2 separate regions of the Mus musculus genome follow, and region 2 is linked to region 1. The links are chromatin contacts, called in public Hi-C maps. All regions are on one chromosome and are shown on one strand. Each heading gives the region's core, a stretch centred on a gene start, on an enhancer-like site or on the middle of the called end of the contact. The rest is flanking DNA. Distances are from core to core; before and after follow the strand shown. Region 1 holds the start of Adcy10 (adenylate cyclase 10). Region 2 has its middle 24 kb from the start of Gm51750.

The links. Hi-C and Micro-C count contacts between places; a contact is called where the count stands out from the background.
Region 2: a Hi-C map of multipotent progenitors shows a contact between it and region 1, with 6 times the contacts expected there. The contact joins the enhancer-like site here to the promoter of Adcy10 in region 1. A contact is called at or near these places in 6 of 39 promoter capture datasets (the C10 cell line, the HPC-7 cell line, cranial neural crest and 3 more), 1 of 15 datasets of contacts at CTCF or cohesin (the NIH/3T3 cell line), 6 of 484 Hi-C or Micro-C datasets (the C10 cell line, the G1E-ER4 cell line, extraembryonic endoderm stem cells and 3 more), 1 of 115 datasets of contacts at active chromatin or transcription factors (the 230-238 cell line) and 3 of 9 other capture datasets (adipose tissue, liver and pancreatic islet).

Annotation. Positions count from the first base shown.
Region 1 is chr1:165,482,411-165,489,833 of GRCm38.p6, reverse strand. It overlaps Adcy10 (adenylate cyclase 10), which reads right to left and starts at 4,651. Exons shown (of 34, transcript NM_173029.3): 1 at 4,499-4,651. It also overlaps the pseudogene Gm6050.
Region 2 is chr1:165,579,836-165,587,258 of GRCm38.p6, reverse strand. No RefSeq gene overlaps it. Among named protein-coding and RNA genes, the nearest start is that of Gm51750, 24 kb to the right of the region's middle. Within about 2 kb of position 3,523, at least 13 of the 459 cell types and tissues checked have an H3K27ac peak or open chromatin away from gene starts, as enhancers often do. A contact at or near this core is called in multipotent progenitors and stem cell-derived neural stem cells, where this site is marked.

The sequences.
Region 1 (7,423 bases), core at 3,402-5,901:
TACAGATAGATACATGCGTGTGAAGATACATGTAGAGGCAAGAGGACAACCTCCAGTGTTATGTCACCCTCAGAAATTCACCCATCTTCATTTTGAGACAAAGATTCTCATTGGCCGGACGCTTACCAATTAAGCTCTACAAAGTATGACAATTGGGTTTGATTCTGGGGTCCACATGGTGAAGGGATAGAAGTGACTTCCACAAGTTGTCCTCTGACATCTACACATGTAGCTTGGAAAACACACACACACACACACACACACACACTAGATTCAAAAGAAAATGCAGAACGAAACATTTAATTAAAACATAAATGCAAAAAAATTAGACAGGTCAAGAGAGTACAGTTTGTATAAGTAAGCAACCACTCAGGTTGAGAAAGAGGACATTGCCTAAACTCCTCCCGTGTGGGGAGGGCACATCCCTGAGTGATGGATGTGTGGTCTGCTGAGGAAGCTGCACAAGTCTGAAGCATAACTAGAGCTGTCCACAGTCGTCAGTGATGATCTTCCTGTTGGTCTTGGATCCAAAGCTCTCCATGGCTTCTGTGATGCTCACGCTCCCAAAGGCTGCATGCTTGCCATCCAACCATGCCATCTTGGCAGTGGGATGAAAAACTGTGAACTATTTGTGTTTGGTCCAACATTTGCCATAAAGAAGATCCCAAGACTCTGTACTTCAGGATGAAATTGAAATCCCTCAAATTTCTTCCCAGTTGCCACCAGTGCCATCATGGTCTGTAAGGTGACCACCCTGGCACATGCATTCTGGAATAATTTGGTGAAAGTCAGAGCCTTTTTAGCCATCTCCTTTCTTGCTGATGCTCAGAGCATAGTAGTTTTCTGCTGTCTTTGGATCATTGTCTGCCATGACTCAGTGATGTGGCCAAAGGGCTTACCATCATGGTGTTAAATATAGTGCGGTTGACCATGGATGCCAGCAAGTGGCTACAGGGCAGAGGAGTATCTGCAAAGCTTGGATTTTTAAAATAAACTTATTATTGTTGTTGTTGTTACATTATTACTATTATTATTAGTGTGTATGTACACTCACACACTTGAATACATGTAGGTGAAATGTCTGTAAAGGCCTGAAGTCTCAGATCTTCTGTAAGAACAAGAGTTCTTCACCACTGAGCCATCTTTTTAGCCCCTCTGAACATTTTTTCTGGGGGAGGGGTGGTCACACAATGTAGCTGGCTTCAAACTTATGTTGTCCATGGCTCCCTTAAATGTATGAGCCTCCTATCTCACCCTTCTAAATATTGAGATTAGACTTAGGTGCCACCACATTTGGCTTACACTGAACTCTCTCTCTCTCTCTCTCTCTCTCTCTCTCTCTCTCTCTCTCTCTCTCTCTCTCTCTCTCTCTGCATGAATGTTTGCATGTATGAGTGCAGTGTTTGTGCACCCATGTGCATGTGAGCATGTATGCATCTATAGTTTCATGCATGTGTATTTAGAGCCTAAGGCTGGTGTTAGGAGTTTCCTTAATTATAGGAAATGAGCACCTTACTCATAGATGTAGGTCTCTCAATTATACCCAGAACATTGGAGTTACAGAGGTCCTTGTATTCACAGAGGACTAAGAGAACCAAAAATGTTAATCATGCAGGGTATCTCCTCAGTGAAGGATTAAAAATCAAATAACTGCATTCCTGCAGAAATCTAAGAATGGATTTTGTTAAAGACTTGGTGACTTTTTTTTTTTTTTTTCTATCTGTGGAGGCAGACCTCATCCAATTCCCCAGAATGATTATCCCAGACCACTACTTACCCTTTGGGGAGATATCACATGTACTCTATGACCTTCTGACCTATATGTTATACGTCAGAGACCACACTAGATTCTAGGCCTTTTAGCTATAGAACCCGCCCTCATGCTCATAGGTACTTTGTAAAAGAGTTTCTATGTAGTCACATCTAGGCTTTACTGTGCACCCAGAGTTCGACTGATTGTTGATCCTTTCGCTTAAGTTTCAATACTGCATAGGAAGTGCAGTTTTTGTTTTTGTTTTTCCAGAAAGGAGGCAAATACAATATAAGATGAATAGCCCATCTAGACCATAGTTCTCAACCTTCCTAATGCTGTGACCCTTTAATACAGTTCCTCATGTTGCAATAACCCTCAGCCACAAAATTATTTTGTTGCTACTTTATAATTGTAACTTTGCTACTGTAATGAATTGTAACATTAGCATCTGTGTTCTCCAATTGTCTTTGGGGGTCGTTAGGAACAGCTAATGCCCATAAGAAGGCATTTAATATCCCCCCCTTAATTTTTTATTTATTTTTTGAGACAAAGTCTTTCTATGTAGTTCTGGAACTCACTATGGAGATCATGCTGACCTTGATCTCAGAGAGCGTCCGGCCTCTATGCTGGGATTAGCAGTGTGCACTACCACTTCTATCCACTTAATACATTATTTTAAATCTTTCACGCAAAGTATTATTATTTCATATAATGTATTTTTTAACATCTTTAAAAAATTTAAATTTATGCATACCTCTGTGTGTGTATGTGTCTGTTTTTGTGCAACATGTGTTGCATGGAGGCCAGAAAAGTGTGTCAGATCCTCTGGAGCTGGACTTGCAGGCAGCTGGAAGCTGGAAACTGAACTTTGGTCATCTAGAAGAGTAGCAAGCATTCTTCACCATTGAGCCATCTCTCCAGCCCCATATAATGTATTTTGACCATATTCAACCCACATTCCTCTCCTGTACTTAGTATCCTTTAATTTACTAGAAACATAAACTAAGGGGCTGGGGAGATGGCATAAACATAGGGATCTGCGTTCGGATTCCTAAAAAAAAACCACATAAAAGTGGCACAAGCCTGTTACTCCAGCACTGGCGAGGCGGAGATTCCTCAAGCTTACTGGCTAGTCGGTCATCTTCAAGTTAACTGCCCAACAATTAAGATTGAGAGTGATCAAGAAAAGATGTATGCTGTCAACCACTAGCGTCCTCTACAATGTACACATGTACACCACACATGAGCACGATAAGATCGTTGTTCTAAATGTTGTGACTTGGGGACAGTTTTGTTGTGACTTGGGGACAGTTTTGTTGTGATTACTAAGGAAGGAAAGCAGCCTCATTTTGAGACTAGAAAGATGGGAGTTGAAGTGAAAGCAGAATTACTGTAGATCTGAGATAGGCATAAGGGACTCAAGGGACTCACACAGCCCAGGCCAGCCTCAGACTTCATCTGGAGTTGAGGCTCGCCTTGATCTCCTGATTCTCCTGCTTCCACTTCCCAAATGCTAGGGTGAACAGGAGTATCCCAATCCATGGGAAACCTGATTTGTCCATGAGTCTAAAAGGCAAGGATATCTAAAGTAAATAGCTGGGAGTTTTTCTTATGAGTCTTCTTAAGAGTAAAATAGACAAATTCCATTTTAGAAGAATTTTCTGTAAGTTCTGCAACATAATAAATGGTAGTGGCAGAGATACTCTCCACAGATACACCCACGGCTTAGTTACAATTTAAGCACTTCACAGGTTGTTTTGGGACTCACTGTGTAGACTTTGAACTCACAGAGGTCTACCTGACCCTTCCTCTCAGATGGTGGGATGCCACCATGCCCGGCTCCCTCAGGCACCTTAGATGAAGCATTTCATGTAAGACTGACACATTGGGGATGTCCAAATCTACAGAAAAGGTGTGTTTAATCCTCTCATCTGGAGGGCATGTGGATGGCACCTTGCCAATTCTCTCACAGTCAAGCAGAATGTGTGAGCCTGTGGGAATATAACTAGGAATGAGGATTCCCCACCCCCACCCCAAACAAAAGAACAAGTGAGGATGTGAAGGTACAGCAAGCATCCTTCCTGGCTGAATCCAAGCACACCTTCTGATGTCATGGGAAAACTGAGCAGTAACAGGATGCGAAGATTATGGATATGTTAGGACCGATCACAACCATGTCCATCATCATCTCTTGTAGAGTTTCCTACTAGTTTTTGACTTATGCTCAGTTTTTCATCAATAATGTAGTCTTCTTTAAGAAGAGGACAATGGGGGTTGGGGCTGGGGGGTTGAAAAGGAACGGTATCACCAAAGCTTGCTTGATCACTCTGTCAACTCCTCTTCTGCATTCTTCATGGTTTTTAGTGTCTATACACTTTTGTGACTTATTTTCTGTCAGTCTCTTCTTGGCCTGTTTACACTGTCTCCCTCTGAACTGTAAACCCCCTCTTTAGAGATCACATTATTAGTCTTTCTTTCTTCCACAGCACCTTTCTAGCACCTTCATATGATAGGCACTTACTATTTGACTGATGAAAGCAAACAGGACAAGCTAGAAATATATGATATCCAAGACAAACAGGACAGGGTCACATTTAAGCTTCTAATCTAACCTAAAAGGCTGGCAGAAATAAACCCTGAACTTGCCAACCACTCTCCTCTCAAGTCTATTAGCTGTGACACTAGATGGTCGTTTTCCTTCTAGCTCTGCTATTTCTTCTACTGAAACTCCTACTTCCCACGTACCTCTGTTCTCCAAGACTGTGGAGAAGCTCGAGCCTAGATTAGGGACTAGATCTTTCAGGAATGCAGAGAACAGGAAAGGGGTCTGGTGTTATTATTCTGAAGACAGCAGAAGTGCCATGTCTGTCCATACCTGACCCATCAAATGACAGTTTTGTCAAAAAGCCGTTTTCCAGGCCACACCCTCATCAGAAGTTCATTGTTTCACGCGCACTGGCTGTGCTTCTGATTGGCTGGCATCACCGTACCCCTCCCCCAACACTGAGTGGTCTACTGCTCTTGGAAGACTGGCTTGGCTCAATCTCAGGTTCTCATGTCTGGACATGTGAGACAGTTGGAGAGAGTGAAATAACCCCATCGTTTACACATCTCTTTCCTTGACCATGTGGAGGGTGACTGAAATTAGGTCACAGTTGATAGGTGACTATTATCAAAAGAAAAGTCTCTTAAGCAAGCACCCAAGTTTAGTCAATACAGTAGTTTCGCCATGTCTTTGGTTTTGTTACGCAAGCTAAGTTACCACTGATCAACTTTGGTCTGAAAACATGAATGGAAAATTACAGCAATACTCTTTCTTTTTGGAATTACAGTGTTCAGCAGCATAATGAAGTCTCTCACTGTCCTCTCTGGGACACGAATCATCCTCCTGTCCAGTGTAGTCACTCTGTATAAATGACTTGTATGGCAGACTTGTCAGCATTTTGCTACAATTGTCTTATCTTATTACTGTTGTTATTAATTTCTTACTATACTTCATTAAAAAACTGGCATAGATGTCTACAGACAACCAGCAGCACCTCAGCGTTTGGTACTATCTTCCAGGTGCTGCCAGGGCTGGTGGATAAACAAAGGAGCACTATTGTAGTGACCACACTATCAGGGCCATGAATTTTACCAGTTTTAATGAATTTACTACTTGTGAGGTAAAATTTTGACAAATTATACATCTGTTTTTGAATATACGTCTGGTTTTAATGTGTCTACTTATAAATTTACGCAAAGGTCAGTTAAAATCTGAGGCCTTATGAGTAAGAATTTAAGTTTTCACAATCCAGTGGGACACTGTCAAAGTATGTTTTAAAGGAGCTGTCCTGGCTAGTTTTATGCCAACTTGACACAAGGTAGAGTCATCAGAGGTGGGAGCCTCAGCTGAGAGAAGGCCTCTATTTGGCTGGGGTGTAGGTGAGCTTGTGAGGCCTTTTCTTAGAGATTGATGTGGGTGGACTCAGCTGCTGTGGTGGGCCCACCCTTCGACAGGTGGTCCTGAGTGCTATAGGAAAGAAGGTTGAGCAGGAGAGAATGCAGCCCCATGGCCCTGCATCAGCTCCTGCCTCCAGGCTCCTGCCCTGTTTGAGTCCCAACTTCAATGATAGACTATGATGTGGAATATCGAAGTGCGAGGTCAAACCCTTTCTTCCCCAACTCTGCTTTTGGTGTTTCATGGCAGCAACAGAAACCCTAAGACAGGGCATATATTTAAAACTTAAACAAAAAACTGAAAATATATGTGAATATTCTTATAGCCAATTCTAGTAATTAAATTTACTGTATTCCAAAATGTAAAAACACACATTTTAAGGGAGGGGGGTTTAATTATGCGTATGCTACTGAATCCAGTCTCAGGGTGAATCTAATTAAACAGACCTTTCAGTTGGTAAATGTTAGAGCTGCTTTTCCCATTTGGCTACACAAAGAAGCTCTGGCATTGACTTTTGCTTTAAAGAGATTTGGAGCTTCGAGGAATCTTTGTTAACATTTAACCTTCCATTATCATCTTAACAACTTAAAAAGAAAAAATCTGCTTACTCTAAAAAAAAAAAAAAAAACCAAGCAGTATTGCTGTACCTTCTATCAGTATTCCCTTGAGATGGATGCTAAACCACAGAAAAATTCAAAGGTATATTAAAAAATTCTTGAGTCTAAAAAAAGGATTCTTGGATCTATTTCTAACCAAATAGCATTTCCTGAACTTTCTTACATTAGGTAGGTGGCATGAGCCAGACACGGTGCTAAAATGTCATTTCAGTGAATCTTTATAACTCCATTAGCCAGTGCTATTACTTTTAATCAACTTTAAATCTCAGAGGAAGAGATTCGCAAGTCAATGTGGCACAGTTGAGTTGGAATCTCAGTGGCACTGAAAAAAACTTACAAAGCTGTCAATAAGGACTTGATAGAAAAGCTTGACACAGAATTCATCTATACTGACTTGTGCCACTGTGGAAGTTACTCTTAGGGAGTTCAGGATCTACAATGAGAGACTGCTAGTAAAGCAACTCCTGTAAGTATTTAAGAGTATAGGGTTTTTTCTTTTTTTTTTTTTCGAGACAGGGTTTCTCTGTGTAGCCCTGGCTGTACTGGAACTCACTCTGTAGACCAGGCTGGCCTCAAACTCAGAAATCCACCTGCCTCTGCCTCTGTGTGCTGGGATTAAAGGTGTGCACTATCACTACCCAGCCTATTATTTTGTTTTTTTGAGACAGTGTTTCATATAACTGAGCCTTGAACTCCTGAACTTCATGCCTCCACCCATCACAAGTGTGTAAATTACAGGTATGTATCAACATACCTCCTGCCTTCCCCAGCCCACACACACTTCCCCGGGAAGTCTTGCTGTATTGTTCATGCAGGTCTAGAGTTCAGGACTGAGTGCTTCCCTATAGCTGGGATTAATAGAGTGCTCTCACTTCTGGCTTCAGTTAAATCTTGTGAACCAACATGGGAGAGACTCTATACAAGAAATACTCTTTCTTTCAGGATGGCTTTAAACTTACAAGGTACTAAAAAACGATCTGATCTTCCCCATGTTGGGATTACAGCTGTGTAGCACCATATCTGGCTAATATGTACATTTTACTAATTTGTTTTATCTTAGTACCTTAGTTCATGCTTTTTTTCTAAATGTTTACTCTTGGAAACACATGTACT
Region 2 (7,423 bases), core at 2,274-4,773, 99 kb before region 1:
TGGGCAGCAGCGGCTGGGGGTGGGGGCTCGAGCCCCCATCCGCCTGAGAGGAGGACCATTGCTATTGAGGGCTCCTAGGGAAGGGAAGGCCTAGCTTTATGAGTGTGACCCTTGGAAGGTTGACCATGCTCCAGTGGATAACTGCACACATGCTCCGACTTCAGGTCCTCTTTTTTTTTTTTTTTTTATAATCCATTGAATTTGATAAGTGCTTGCCATAGGCACATGGAGGAGGAGCTGATGCACACTCAAGCGTGTGTGTGTGTGTGTGTGTGTGTGTGTGTGTGTGTGTGTGAATATAATCAAGATACATTGTATGTGTGTATGAGACTCTCAAAGAATTAAAAAAATATATATTTAAAAAAATGGTTTGGGAGCTGGAGAGATGACTCAGTGGTTAAGAGCACTGACTGTTCTTCCAAAGGTCTTGAGTTCAGTTCCCAGCAACCACATGGTAGCTCACAACCATCAGTAATGAGATCTGATGCACTCTTCTGGTGTGTCTGAAAATAGGTACAGTGTACTCATACATAAAATAAATAAATCTAAATAATAATAATGGTTTTGGTTCCTTGAGACTGGAGAGATGGCTTGGAGATTAATAACGGCTGCTCTTTTAAAGAATCTAAGTTCAATCCCTGCACCCATATAGCCCCACACAATCATCTGTGACTCAAGTTCCAAGTGATGTGACACCCTCTTTTGGCCTCCACAGGCACCAGACTTGCATGAGTCACACATACATAGATAAAGGCACAACACTCACACTCATAAAATAAGTGTTTAACAAAAAGGTTTTCTTTCTTAATGTGAGTTGTATTTGTTTTGGTGTGTCTGAAGACAGCTACAATGTACTCATATATATAAACTAAATAAATAATTCTTAAAAAAAAAAACTAGCTAGTGTTTGCCTGTGCATCCAACTAATACTATATAGTGAGACTGACTCTAAATAGACAGACAGACAGACAGACAGACAGACAGACAGATAGATAAAAGCAGTGCCTATAATTCCAACACTCAAGAGGCGATGAAGGAAGTTTGCCTCAGGTTTGGGGCCTTTCTAGGCTATGCAGTGAGTTCTAAGCTAAGCTGAACTATAAAAGGAGAACAAGGGAAAAAAAAAACCCCAACGAACAGCAGAAATCGCACACATACAAGCCCACTCTCCTTCCCCCCCTAAATAAAGTATGGAGGCTGGCATGGTGGTATCTCTCAGTCCCTGGACGCTGCTGCTGCCACTTTCTATTGGCTTGACACTTGTAAACTCCTTTGCTCACCCTGCATGCCTGCTGCCTGTGCTGTAAAGTGCTCTGAAGCAACTGTGAGCAAGACAGAACTTGCCCAAGGCCTCCTGGTGCTTGACCTGATACTAAGTGCTGGAGATACAAAGCTGAACGTGGCAGAATCCCCTCCCATCCAGAGAGCCCAGCCCTCGAGGAGTTCCTGGAGGAAAGAGCCCAGAGCAGTCCACCGCAGTAGTGAAGTGAGCCTTAAAGAGCACAGACTCCCGGCTGGGCTGGGACTTCCTGTGCTGGCCAAAGAGAGCTTGGAGACAAGAGCTTGAAGAGGTGGAGAGGAGCCCAAAACCCTGATTAAGGGCTGTTCCAGGTGGCAGAATTAGCGCAAAGTCTACACACCCCACGCCCTGCATTTAGGAAAAGGCCTTGGAAGGAAGCCTTATGATACAGGCTTCGGAATTTCATCATAGACCAGCACAGGGATTTGTTTGTTCGTTGGGACGCTTACCCTGCCAGTTACACAGGTAAAGGATGGAAATCAGATATTGGGGAAGCGATTAATAACGTGACTTAGGGCAGAACTGGGTTAGGCGTAAAGGAACTGGATTTTTAGCAGCGGTGAGGACAAAGATGAGAGCCATGGGAGTAAGGTTTAGAAAGATGTTCAGTAGCACTGACAATATGAGTGACTCGGGGACAGCCAGGTGAGACAGCCCATGCATGATAAGCCCAGCGCTCAGGAGACCGAGGCAGGGGAATTTCTTGGAGTTTGAGGATCAGTCTGACTACAAAGTTCCAGGCTGAGCTGTAGGGTAATATAGCAAAGGAAAGCGGCCAGGGTTGCTACACACAGTAAAATCATGACGAGCAAAGGCTGCTACCGTTAACATGAGGAAGCAGCTCCAGGGAAGGTGGGATTTAGGGTTGAAAACCCGGGGTTTCTCGTGCAGGGGCAAAGCGAGCAATGGCAATATCCTCGCAACTTTGTAGCCCCCTGTTCACTTGACAACTAGCTGTATCTGATTCTTTGAGTACCCTTCCAGAAAAGTTCCCCCACCTCTGATATCAGTGTATTCCGTCTCCTACTACCCGGCAGATCAGCACCCCTGACCTAAATTTCAATCACTTCTCTTTGGCAGGCCACCCTAATTCCAGCTTGTGACACGATTTGCCTGTGTCTATCTTGGCCCAGATCTCTTCCATCTCTGAGAGTGATTGGTGAAACCTGGGTGGCCTTGGACGCAGGATCCACCTCAGTGGGAGAATACTTGCTCAGCCAGTGTGAATCCTTTGATTCTTAGATCCTTAGTACCACATATAAAAGCCGACCGTAAGACTTTCTAAAACAGAAATATGGTCCATACATGTCCTTCAGTGGTCATCCTGAGACTCCTATTTTGGATGGTGTTGATGGGTCCCAGACCTAAAGCCAGATGGCCCACAAGGCTCCTTTGTTCAGTGGGTCTCCTCAGACCAGCTGGTGTCTGGGGGTGGGGACCCAGTGCTCCAGAGTTCCAGGACCAAATGCTGTGTGCTGGCCTGGGAAGGCCTTCTGTCCGATTCACACCTCTTCCCAGCTAGCTCCCACCAGCTTTCTAAAGGCCACATCAGGGTGTGTGCAGCAGGTGCCCTGTATTTTAGTTGCTTGTTTGCCAGCATTGACACACAACCACCACCTTACAGAAAGACTAAGATGCTACGATTAAATCTCCATGTTACAAACCAGGAAACTGAGGCACAAAGAGCTTTCCCTCAAGGGCATAGACTCAACCGCTGGATCCAGTCCAGTGAGTTTTCAGGTCTATGTCATATGCCACGGTTTGGATTGTTTCTTGGCTCATTCCTGTATTCATGGTACAGGGCCTGAGACCATCATTTCACTCACTGAATAAATACCAGGTCCCTAGGGCCGCTATAAGAAAGAGCAAGAGCAAATATTCCTTATACATCCATCACTTGACAGCTCCCGAACACTTACTATATGCCTAGCTCTGGGCTCAGTGCTAGATAGACAATGTAGAGCATCTTTGCTCTACAGGAGTTCAGAGTAGGTAAGGTTCAAGGGTGCATGGGGGTGGGGGTGGGGTCAAACAAAACCCACAAAGATAATGCTTCTCTTCTCTGTTCCTAAAGTCGTCACGGATTACCTATCACATCTTTCTCCTAAACATAATTCTGGGCGGGCTGCTCCAGAAAGCACCTTGGTGGAAGCTTCCTGTGGGTGAGACATGCAGAAGCTACAGCTCAGAGCTCTGCTGGAAAAGGCTCCTGAGGCCACAGCCAAGTCCAGTGCTGCCATCTGCTGGCCACATCGAAGATGCGCCCAAACCCAGGGCTTGTGACGTAGCCAAGACCAGCAACCAAGTTCAGCATCCCTGTAAAACCTATGGGTCATCTGTAAAATCAGATAGATGTACCTGGGCCCAGACATGTAGAACATACGCTTTCTAAACTTCACCGTAGACTTCTCTACTTCAGTCTGTCGCTCGCTCCTTCTTTCCTTCCTTCCTTCCTTCCTTTCTCTCTCTCTCTCTCTCTCTCTCTCTCTCTCTCTCTCTCTCTCTCTTCTTTCTTTTCTTTTTTCTTTTTTTTTTTGAGAAAGGGTTTCTCCGTGTAGCCCTGGCTGTCCTGGAACTCACTCTGTAGACCAGGCTGGCCTCGAACTCAGAAATCCGCCTGCCTCTGCCTCCCAAGTGCTGGGATTAAAGGCGTGCAGCATCACTGCCTGGCTCCCTCTTTTCTTTCTTGGGTAGGGTGCTGAATTCATTTTACCTCTGAAAGATGTTTATTAGCTGCAGGCCCCATGGAATTTTTAGGACCACTTATATCACATGCAAATAAAGGTACTTTGACTTCTTTTCCAGTTTAAATCCCCCTTCCCCCATCATCTTCAGTTGTCTTATTGCTCTAGCTAGGACTTCAAGTACTACACTAAACAGATATGGAGAGAGAGGACAGCTTTGTCTGGTTCCTGATATTGGTGGAATTGCTTTGAGTTTCTCCATTTAAGTTGATGTTGGTTGTGGACTTGCTGTGTGCTTTATGATGTTTACTATGTTGATGTATGGACCCGTATCCATGATCTCACAGTACTTTTATCATGAAGAGTTGTTGCATTTTGTCAAAGGTTTTTTCTGCATCAAATGTGATCATGGAGTATATGTCTTTAAGACTATCTATATGGTAAATTGCATTGATCAATTTACATATGTTGAACCATTCCTGCACCTCTGGGATGAAGCCTACTTGATTATCGTAAATGATTGTACTGTAGACCAGGCTGGCCTCAGACTTAGAAATCTGCCTCCCTCTGCCTCCCAAGTGCTGGGACCAAAGGCCTGCGCCATCGTGCTTGGCTCTCTTTCATCTCTGGTATTCTGTTGGTGAAGCTTGCCTCTATGGTTCCAGTTTGAGTTTCTAAAATTTTCATTTCCAGATTTCTCTCCATTTGGGTTTTCATTATTGATTCTATTTCTACTTTCAGGTCATGACCTGTTTTATTCATTTTCTTCCACTGTTTGTGTTTTCCTAGATTTCCCTAAAGGATTTATTCACTTCCTCTTTAAGGACCTCTGTCATATTCATAAAGGCTGTTTTTAAGGCCTTTTTCTTGTGATTGCGGATATGCTGGTATATTAGAGCCTCTGTGGCAGGACTGCTGGCCTCTAGTGGAGGTATATTGTCCTGGCTGCTATGGCAGTTTTGTGCATCTGGGATTGGGAAGGTTACAATTCTAGGTCCCGATATATGGTCCAGTCTTTGTTGGGTGGGTGTTTTGTTCCTAGGTTTCTGTTGCCCTGAGTGTGATGGGTGTGTGTTGCTTGGTGGGAAATTCCTCTGGGGTTCTGGTAGGTGTGGCCACTGGGGGTCCAGGTAAAATGTGCTTCTGGGGATTGGGTGCTGACACGTAGGAATGGGGATGGCTTGGAGGAAGGCTGGGGGAGGGGACATTCTATCAGGATCTGCTTAGTCCTTGAGAATGGAGGCAGAGAGTGAGAAGAGGCCGGAGCAGGAGGTCTGCTGCAGGGCTGGGGGATTGGATTGGAGGGATGGAGGGGAAAAGCTGCACTTGGCCTGCTTCCTTTTTCTGGGTTGAGCGGCCTGTGGCTTCCCTGGCAATGCCTGCCACAGTCGGGAGGTAAAGCAACAAGGAGGGGAAGGGAGGCTAGGATGGGAAGATGTGTGGGGTCCATTGGAGACAGGGGTGAGGTGGGAGGGAGGCTGCAGCAGGTGTTCCACGGGGCTGGGGAGTGGGGGGTTGGTGTGTGTGGGGGTGGGGGACTGGATTTGAAGGAGCAGGAATGGTGAAGATCTAGTTAGCCTACTTATTTCCTTGGCTGGAATTGTGTCCTAAAAAGTAGCGTGTCACCCTCAAAACCAACCATAATAACCACAAACTCCAAAAAGAGGTGCCAGTCATGGAGTCCAGGATGCAGATGGGTTTCGCACTTTGGAGTTCTTCAGATTGGGAAATATCGACTTTACCGTTGAATATCATTCCACACAGTTCTTATCTAGGGGTATTTTAGGTTCTTTGCCTTAGGGATGCATAACCCATACTATTTATCACTGTTTCTGTTTATAGACAGGGAAGTGAGATAGCAAGTGTGGGGTTATCTTCCAGTCAATTGATAGGCTACAGTGACTTCACACACATAGCTATCCCCAAAGTAAAGGTCCATGGCCACTTCTCACAGACTGCTCTAGAATGAGAGAGGCAACATTCAGTTTACTCTTTGCTGGCTATCCTGGTGATGTACATTTAAAAGATACAGAGATGACTCAGCGGTTAAGACCACTGACAACTCTGTCAGAGGTCCTGAGTTCAATTCCCAGCAACCACTTGGTGGCTCACAACCATCTGTAATGGGATCTGGTTCATTCTTCTAGTGTGTGTCTGAAGACAGCTGCAGTGTCCTCATATTCATAAAAAATAAATAAATCTTAAAAAAAAAGATATAGAAGTGAATGTCAGCATGTTCAGAGGTGTGGGGAGCCGCACTCACATTTGCCATTACAAGATGGCGCTGACAGCTGTGTTCTAAGTAGTAAATAATCTGCACATGTGCAGGGGCAGTTTTCCCGCCATGTGCTCTGCCTTTCTCGTGATGACAACTGGGCCGATGGGCTGCAGCCAATCAGGGAGTGACATGTCCTAGGCGGAGGATAATTCTCCTTAAAAGGGACGGGGTTCTGGCACTCCCCCTCTTCGTCTCTTCGTCTCTTTCTCTTTTCCTCTGCTCTCTTCCTCTCTCTCTCTCTCTCTCTCTCTCTCTCTGCCTCTCTCTCTGCGTCTCTCTGCGTCTCTCTCTCTCTTCCTCTCTGCTTCTCTCTGCCGCGCTTTTCCTCTCTTGCTCCTGAGTAAGCAATAAAGCTTTGCCGCAGAAGATTCTGGTTTGTTGCGTCTTTCCTGGCCGGTTGTGAACGCACGTAAGACAGAGGAGCACTGCCAGGGTGCTGAGGAAGTCTATAGCAGGAGGACCTGGGGGTGTTTAGCTTGGGGAAGAGAAGGTCCAAAAGAATGCGAAAGGTGAGCTCAGGGTATAGAGGGAGCAGGGCCAAGAAGCATGGGGGCTGCAGAGCCAGCTCTAGGTTACAAGCACTGCCCTGCAGAGGATCTGGATGTGACTGGAAGTACCCACAGGGTGGCTCACAACCACCCATAATGCCCTTCCAGGGGATCCGGTGTCCTCATCTGGCCTTCAGGAATCAGGCACGAGGCACGCATGCAGTGAGTTTATATACATGCTGGCCAAATGCTTTTTGTTTTTAAGACAAAGACGAGAGAGAGAGAGAGAGAGAGAGAGAGAGAGAGAGAGAGAGAGAGAGAGAGAGAGAGAGAGAGAGAGGCTGGTTTCCTGGTTGGTGGGTGAGCAGGATGATTTTGCCTGCCACATGACCTCAGTGAAGAATGGTCCTCAAGTTCTTTGTATTTGCATAAAATCAAGTATATACATTTGACAGTAGGGGGAAAAATGGTCTAGAAGGGCAGAGGGGTTTATGGGGGTGGAAGGGAAAGGGAGGTTTAAAGGGGGACTATCGTCAACATACAGTACTTACACAGTACTTACACAGAAAGCTTAATACCCCGTCATCTGTGAAGAGTAGGAAATATAAGACACTGTACTGATGGCGCGTTTGCTTCCTGTGACATCATCAGAAAGGCTTGGTTTCAAAGCTGT